Linked DNA regions of Mus musculus: region 1 is linked to region 2. A link is a contact called in public promoter capture Hi-C data. All regions are on one chromosome and are shown on one strand. Each heading gives the region's core, a stretch centred on a gene start, on an enhancer-like site or on the middle of the called end of the contact. The rest is flanking DNA. Distances are from core to core; before and after follow the strand shown.

Evidence for each region. Promoter capture Hi-C pulls out the DNA fragments that hold promoters and counts their contacts.
Region 1: a contact with region 2 is called in a promoter capture Hi-C map of neutrophils, with 2.8 times the contacts expected there. The contact joins the promoter of Sapcd1 here to the promoter of H2-Aa in region 2. A contact is called at or near these places in 1 of 39 promoter capture datasets (neutrophils) and 1 of 115 datasets of contacts at active chromatin or transcription factors (bone marrow-derived macrophages).

Annotation. Positions count from the first base shown.
Region 1 is chr17:35,025,989-35,029,567 of GRCm38.p6, forward strand. It overlaps Sapcd1 (suppressor APC domain containing 1), which reads right to left and starts at 2,028. Exons shown (of 4, transcript NM_023893.4): 1 at 1,809-2,028; 2 at 1,456-1,596; 3 at 706-798; 4 at 1-469. The coding sequence starts at 1,922. The coding sequence ends at 377. Msh5 (mutS homolog 5) reads right to left here. Exons shown (of 25, transcript NM_001146215.2): 24 at 3,208-3,281; 25 at 2,617-2,864. The coding sequence ends at 2,753. It overlaps Gm52318 (a long non-coding RNA gene), which reads left to right and starts at 1,560. Exons shown (of 2, transcript XR_003952415.1): 1 at 1,560-1,648. Vwa7 (von Willebrand factor A domain containing 7) reads left to right here. Exons shown (of 17, transcript NM_138582.1): 17 at 1-753.
Region 2 is chr17:34,286,164-34,289,739 of GRCm38.p6, forward strand. H2-Aa (histocompatibility 2, class II antigen A, alpha) reads right to left here and starts at 1,660. Exons shown (of 5, transcript NM_010378.3): 1 at 1,519-1,660. The coding sequence starts at 1,603.

The DNA of each region.
Region 1 (3,579 bases), core at 778-3,277, 740 kb after region 2:
GCTGTTTATTCCAGAAGCAGAGCAGGACACAGGGCACAGAGCAGCACACAGGGCACCAGATGGTGCAGTTTTCACTCTAAGTTCCAGGGCAGCTGCTTTAGCTTAGTTTTGCTTCAGCTGAAGGCGAGTCTCAGTGATCACGCCTTCTCACCGGATACACTGGGGAAAGACGGTTGTTGTGCACGATGAAGGGGAGAGCGAGGGCAAGGGGCATGGAGAAGGAGCTGTGGACACTTTGTACCAAGCTGTCTGAATTTCTCAGCCTGGAGCCCCCTGGCTGCTGAGTTAAGATGAAATCGGGGTGGGGAGGGGCAGGAGTATTCTGACTCCAACCCCACCCCTTACTCACCAGTGCAGGGAGGGGAGGGTCTCCTGTCTACACAAGGGTAGGCCCCTTTGGCCCTGGGGGAGCCTGGCTGACCACCTCTCCCGTGGACTGGGTGACTCCTTTCCGATGCTTTGACAACTCCTAAAAGAGAGAGAATCCGCCCTGCCCTGCACCGTCCCCCACCCTGTGGGTTTGTCAGCCAGGGCTCAACCCCTGTCAGTTCACCCATTGCCACCAGAAGTTCTCTTGCCCTGACATTCCCTCCTGGTCCTGGACTGTGTGGGAGTCAGCCAGTGCATATGGACGAGGCTAAATCAGTACGACTCCAAAAGCCCCGTCCGTCCCCGAAGTCTAGAAATTAAAACTAATAAACTCACCTTGTGAATCAGACTGTGCAGACAAGCATTCACCTTTTGAATCCGGGTTAGCAGAGGGGCATCAGTCTCTGAATGCAAGTCCATCAGAAAGTCCTAGGCAGGGTTGGAGGGTGACCGAGTGCTGGAGACAGGTCCTCCTGCCACTTCCTCACCACGGGCCACTCTTCTCATCAGATTCCCTTCTCCCAGAACCCTTCCAGACAGATGGAAAGGCCAGCCCTCTCTCTCCACCTCCATCTTTTTTTTTTTTTGGTTTTTGGAGACAGGGTTTCTCTGTAGCCCTGGCTGTCCTGGAACTCACTCTGTAGACCAGGCTGGCCTCGAACTCAGAAATCTGCCTGCCTCTGCCTCCCAAGTGCCGGGATTAAAGGCGTGGGCCACCACTCCACCTCCATCTCTTAAAATTGCAGTCAGTTCCTTTCAAACTACCTGGAACCCCACCCCCACCCTGGAACCCCACCCCCACTCCTGTTCCTTATGGGTCTTCTCCCCCCCCCCCCCCCCCCGCCCAGTGAGAGACACCCAGGCCACTCTCTGATTCTCTGTGGGGTGCTCAGATGGAGTCCCTCTGAATGGAATGCAGACCACTTCTTCCAGCACAATGAACACTGGTGGCTGTCCTGTCATTTCCAATGCTATTCCAGTTCATGTGCCCTGCCCGTTAACCCTCCCCTTCCCAGAGCAGCCTTTGAGGTCCACGTGCTCCCTGCTTCTCCCTCCCCAGCCCGTGCACAGATGGCTGCCCCCTACCTCGCCAAGGGCCCCCAGCTGCAGCTGCCGTTGCTGGGTCTCCCTCAGCCGGTCTGCGAACCAGGCCTGGCCATGCTCCAGCAGCTCCAGGCCCTGCCACAGAGCATCTTGTTCCCTCTCCAGAGCCTGCATCATCTGCAGCTGGCTTAGAGGAGACACAGGCCAAAACGACTCACTCCCAGCAGGACCCTAGGTATGGCAATCTCCTCTAAAGGGCTCACTATCTGATCACTAAGGATTTGAATAACAAAGGAATACAGAGGGAAAGTCTGTGGGTCCTCAGTTGAGAGGAAATATATGCAGGGTACATCATGGGAGGGGATGTCCCAAGACTGAGTTGGTCTCGCACTCACCCAGAGGAAGAAGTTCTGGGCTCCTGGGTCTTGGCGGCTTGTCCCCAGTGGTAGCAGCAGAACAGTGTAGGGCGCTTGCACCAGGGGTGGCCCACCAGGACCTGGGCTCTCCATGGCTCTAAAGTAGGAAGGGCGGAGCCGGGGCTGGTCCCTCCCCAACCCATCTTCTACCCATCCTGCCTTGTCTTTCAGCCTGTGAGGCCAGGATAATTCTTAAGGCAACAGATAGCTTCCCTTAAACTGTGTGTCAACCTTCATTTTTGTTTTTGTGGTTTTTGTTTTGTATAGTCTGTTGGAAGTAGCTTGTCCTCATTGAGTCCCAAGGACAGAATCTAAATTTATTTAAAGTTTTATTTAGAGTCAGGGTCTCCCTGTGTAGCCTAGCTAGCCTGGAACTCACTATATAGACCAGGCTGGCCTCAAACTCAGAGCTCCACCTGCCTTTGTCTTCCCAGTGGTAGAATTAAAGGTCTGCACCATCGTACCTGCATTTATTTATTTATACCACCATTCCTGACTAAATGTAATTATCTACTTGTTAGTTTATGTGTATGTGTGTGTCCATGAGCTTATGTGTATTCCATGTGTCCCAGAGCCCCTGAGACTAGAAGAGGGTGTAAGATCCCTTGGAACTGGAGTGACACACAGATGTGACCCACCATGTGGTTCTTGGAACCAAAGCCACTTTCTCTGCAAGAGCAGTCAGTGCCTCTAATCACTGAGCATCTGCCCAGCCCAACTGTCACTATATTTGAGTGACTTCCCCCTGTCCCAGCTGATGTCCTGTTGGGTGACCTAAGGAAACACCTTGATCTAAAATAAGCTTTATTCCTAGCACAAGACACAATGTGCAAACTGAGAACTCTGCAGTAAGGGAAAAAAAAAAACCCGAAAAGGCATGGTAGGCCCCGGGGCTCAGGTAGCTGGGAGGCGAGGGAGGACTCTCAGAGGATGGTGGGAGCAGCGGGCAGCACTTCCTGACTAATGAAAATGTCCAGGTCCAGGGTGGGATCCTCCAAGTCCAGTTTTAGAAACGTATCCACCAGTGCCTGGCAGCTGCAGGAGAGACAGAACAGTGTGGCTGCTGGGTCGCCAACTCCCTATGCAGACAGAGGGGAGGGTCTGTGCGGGAAACTGCAGCCTTGGAGAGCCAAGCGTTTCAAAAGCAGCCATGGATACTGAGTTGGTTTTGTTTGTCGTTTTCTGACAAGGTCTTGCTATGTAGCTCAGGCTGGCCTTGAACACCAGGCTTACAGGCACGTGCCCGTGCCACACCTGACTTGGTGAGGAGAAGGAGGAGGAGGAGGAGGAGGAAGAGAGCACGGGGCTGCAGAAAGATGGCTGGGGCCAGGTGAGGGAGAACACAGGAGCTGTGGGGAGCATGGCAGGCCCCACTCACTTTTCCATTTGGTTCCTCCTCAGAAGCTCATTCGTGGCCTTGATGGGTTTCCCACTGCGGATCAAGTCTGAGACCTAGCACAGAGGCACAGGGAGGATGGGGTGAGGACGTTAGGGAAGAGGGGAAATGAGGGTCAGAAGTCCTGTGGGCCTACAAGTCCAGAGTTTCAAGAGGAACAGGAAAGAGGGTGCAGAGATGCCTCAGCAGCTAAGAGCACTGACTGCTCTCTCAGAGAACCTGGGTTCAATTCCCAGCACCCACTGGCAGCTCACAAACCATCTGTAACTCCAGTGTCCTGAGATTGATGTCATTTTCTGACCTCCACAGACACCAGGCACATGTGGTGTATTTATATAAATTCAAGGAAAACAC
Region 2 (3,576 bases), core at 410-2,909:
TTTATATACTTCAGCACTGACTTGTTAGCTGAGCAAATGCTTTACAGAGCGAGTATTGAGTGGTGATTGCTAATTTTGAGGCCCGTGGAGACTTTGGGGATGATGGGAAGGCTGCAGAACCTTGTGAAAGTCACTGTCAGGGATGACCTGGGCTGCATTGGGACCGGTATGTCCCATGCACTTAGCTTTTGGGCTCTTCCTAGATGAAAATATTGAAGGTCATATTCTATATATAAGAAAATGTAACACAGGCTAAATTAAAGTCAAAGCATTTTCTTAGATCTTGAAACTTTCACTTTTTTCTAAATTAAAAAGAAGTAGGGATATTTTCATGTAGCCCTTCAGTTATATGTTCCTCAGAACTGTGCCCACTGTGCCCGCTCACACCAGATTAAGGTGCCCTAGTGTGACACTGAAGAAATTGGGGACAAAGAAGCCACCACCCCCACCCACCCTCCATGAGGGATAGGTGAGACTTCCATCTCCTGCCAAAGCTGGAAAGAGAGCAGCCACTCTTTGCAAGGACGCTCAACCCCTTTCACTTCCTGTTTCAGACATTTGACTTTTCAACTGCTATTTTACACAAGCTCCTATTCACGCCTGTAAAACAGCGTGGAGTTAAGGAGAGATATGACAGAGGACATGGAATGTCGGCAGAGTGTGGAGGGAGGTGGGCAGCTCAGGAGGAAGGCCACAGGCTCCTGTAGCTTGTGCTTGCCTGGGTTGTTACAGAACTTCATGGGGTATAAATGGCCTATAGAACAGGCAGCTCACATTCCTTACTTTGTTACAAAAATGTTCAATGGTATCTATAATGGAAAGAAAGAGGAAGATGGCATTTAAAGCATTTACTAATGAATGGATACATTCTTGAGACATGATCTCACTAGGGGATCAGGCTATCCTTGAACTCACAATCCTCCTGCTTGGGCACCTTAGCACCGTAGTTACTGCCAAGCACTGCCAGGCCCACCCAGCGTTGCCTTCACTATTTTTAAAGCACATCTACATATTTATTTGACTTGTCACTTGTGAGTTGACACGTGAGGAAATCCAAAACCACTAAGATCGTCGGGTAAAATAGTGACCTCCTTCTCTCACTTCCCACCAGGGCCAGCTCCTAGCTTGAAAAAGGTGTGTGGAAACCACCACACAAGGGAAGCATTTGCTGTATATTTGTGAACATGATTCACGGAAAGGTTTTCCTCAGAGTACACTACAGGTACAAAGGCTTCAGAAACTCACAGAAATTTTAGAGTCATAGTAATTATGGAAATTAGATTTTCAGTAATGAAAATCATTTATTCGTGGGAAACACTCCCAATTCCCAATTTCTTCCTTCCCTCACTGGGCCCACTAGTAGAATCATGGTTTGGTGGATTGTGAGCTGACCAACCAGAGCCTCCTGAAGAATGGATCACACAGTTGTTAGACCTCTTCATATTGAGAATTTGTATCTCCCTCTTCTGTGGGTTTCCCATTGCCCGGCTCCAGGCATCCCTCAGCTGCACAACTCACCCTCAATGTCGTCTTCACCTCCACAGAGGCTGAGCATGGTGGTCAGGGCGAGGACCCCCAGAATCAGAGCTCTGCTGCGCGGCATCCTGGTCTCTGGGAGGTCTCTGAAGCTGCTCTCCTGAGTCTTCAAGAGATTGTGAGGATCCAGCCAAGGAGATCACACACCCAAACCAAACTCGCCAGAACCAATCAGAAAATTCTCTTGTGATGACGTCAAAGTTGCCAGCTGCAGACTTTGTATTAGGAGGCCTGGAAGAGGCTAGGGGAACTCCCTGAACCTGCTGCAGGCTCTACTCAGAGTAGACCCGAGAGAGTGCCTGGGAAGAAGTGGGTTCTAAGTCAGACTCTTTCTCTTGTGCTTATGTGCACAGATGGCAAGAGAGGAGGGGATTTCTGAACATGGACAGGCGAACTCACCCACAATAATATTGTTCTTCATAACTGTCTGGGCTGCACTGTTCAGAAAGCCTCCCCCCCCCGAATTTATTTCTTTCCTGGTGCCCCTCCAACTTCGACACCCAGTTACTTTCTCTTGCTTGCATGCATCATGAGTTAGCTGGTTTTTCTTTATTTCTTCCCATAGTGTGTGCAGAGTACTCCAAATTGTGAGATGATCCACCTACCCAAGGTGTCCCCACAGACTGTGGTCAGTCAATGGCTTTGCTCTTTCTGCTTGTGTAAACCCGGTTGGTGAGGTTCTTTGCTCTGGGCAGTAGCCCTGGTGTTACCAGATGGAACACAGAGCTGTGAGGACCTATCTGGCACCTAGAGGAGTGCACAGTGCTTTATCCAGATTTCACCTCTCCTTTTGAGCAATCTTTGTATTCTAAAGGAAATTTAGGGACACTGAACACACACAAGAAAGTTATGGGTAGCTCAGTTATTCTTAAAATATTTTTTAATTTTTATATTTAGTGTCAGGTAGAAAGGATTTTTTTCTAACTTAGAAAAGTATCTTTCTTTCACAAACTACTGGATTTTCCAAATTTGCTGCCCCCTTATGTGACATTTCAGAAAAGTGTGGGAGTCTGAGGCTTAAGTCTCAGCAACCATTGTGGGTTCTCTTGCTTATAGAAGACTGAGTTTTCTGCATTCTGTGGAGAACACAAGCTCCTGGACATTTGAGACCAGCTCTTCTGTCCTCCTGAGATGAGTGTGCAAGCCCTTGCACTTCAAAGGGGACCACAGAGGGGTGGGACAGGACACCCCAGCATCTGCCTGGACACAATGAAGTAGATGCTGGGTGCAGCTTTTGCCTCCTTCTAGGCAAACATATTAAGGTAATCACGGAGTTTCTCTACGTGCACCCATTTGTTAGTGGAATAAGGGAAAATTCCCTTTAGATAGTAGTAGTGACCAGTTTTGAGTGTTTAGGTTATAGTGCCCTGCTATTCAGCCAAATACCCAGGTATCTGTGGAGGTATTTTGTGGATGTGATTAAATCTGTAACCAGATGATGTTAAGTAAGAGAGATGATCCTGGACAATCAGGCTGAGTTGTCCACAGCTGGGAAGCCTTAATAGCAAGAGGAGGCTTGTCTGAGGAAGGGGAGTCACTGTGTCCTCTGCCTGCACTGAGTTTACATCTGCCCCTGGGGCCTTGGCCATGCCAGTTCACCCCACAGCTATATAAGCGAAAGCAACAGTTTTCTTCGTATGTCTCCCCACCAGCTTTACATCCTTGGCTCCAACAGGCCTTTACTGGGAGGCCCAGTGATCTGGCTGGCAAGGTTTCTCTTTCCCTTTCTCTGGTGAACAGGATCATGGGAGAAGAGTAACTTACAGGTACCCGGTGACCCAGAGGCAGCTACACACACACACACACACACATACACACACACACACACACACACACACAGCCCACCCCTATATAGACAGTGACTCACAAAAGCTGCATCCGTGAAGTCCCCTGCACAACTTGCAGGCAGCTCCATAGGAGAGTGCCCTGTGGAGAATATGTGGTCAGTTCTAACAGCAGACCTCTACTCGGTAATAGAAAGGAAAAACTACAGACAGAAATCAAAGCAGAGATGAGGGGCAGAGAGCCGTCTCAGCAGAG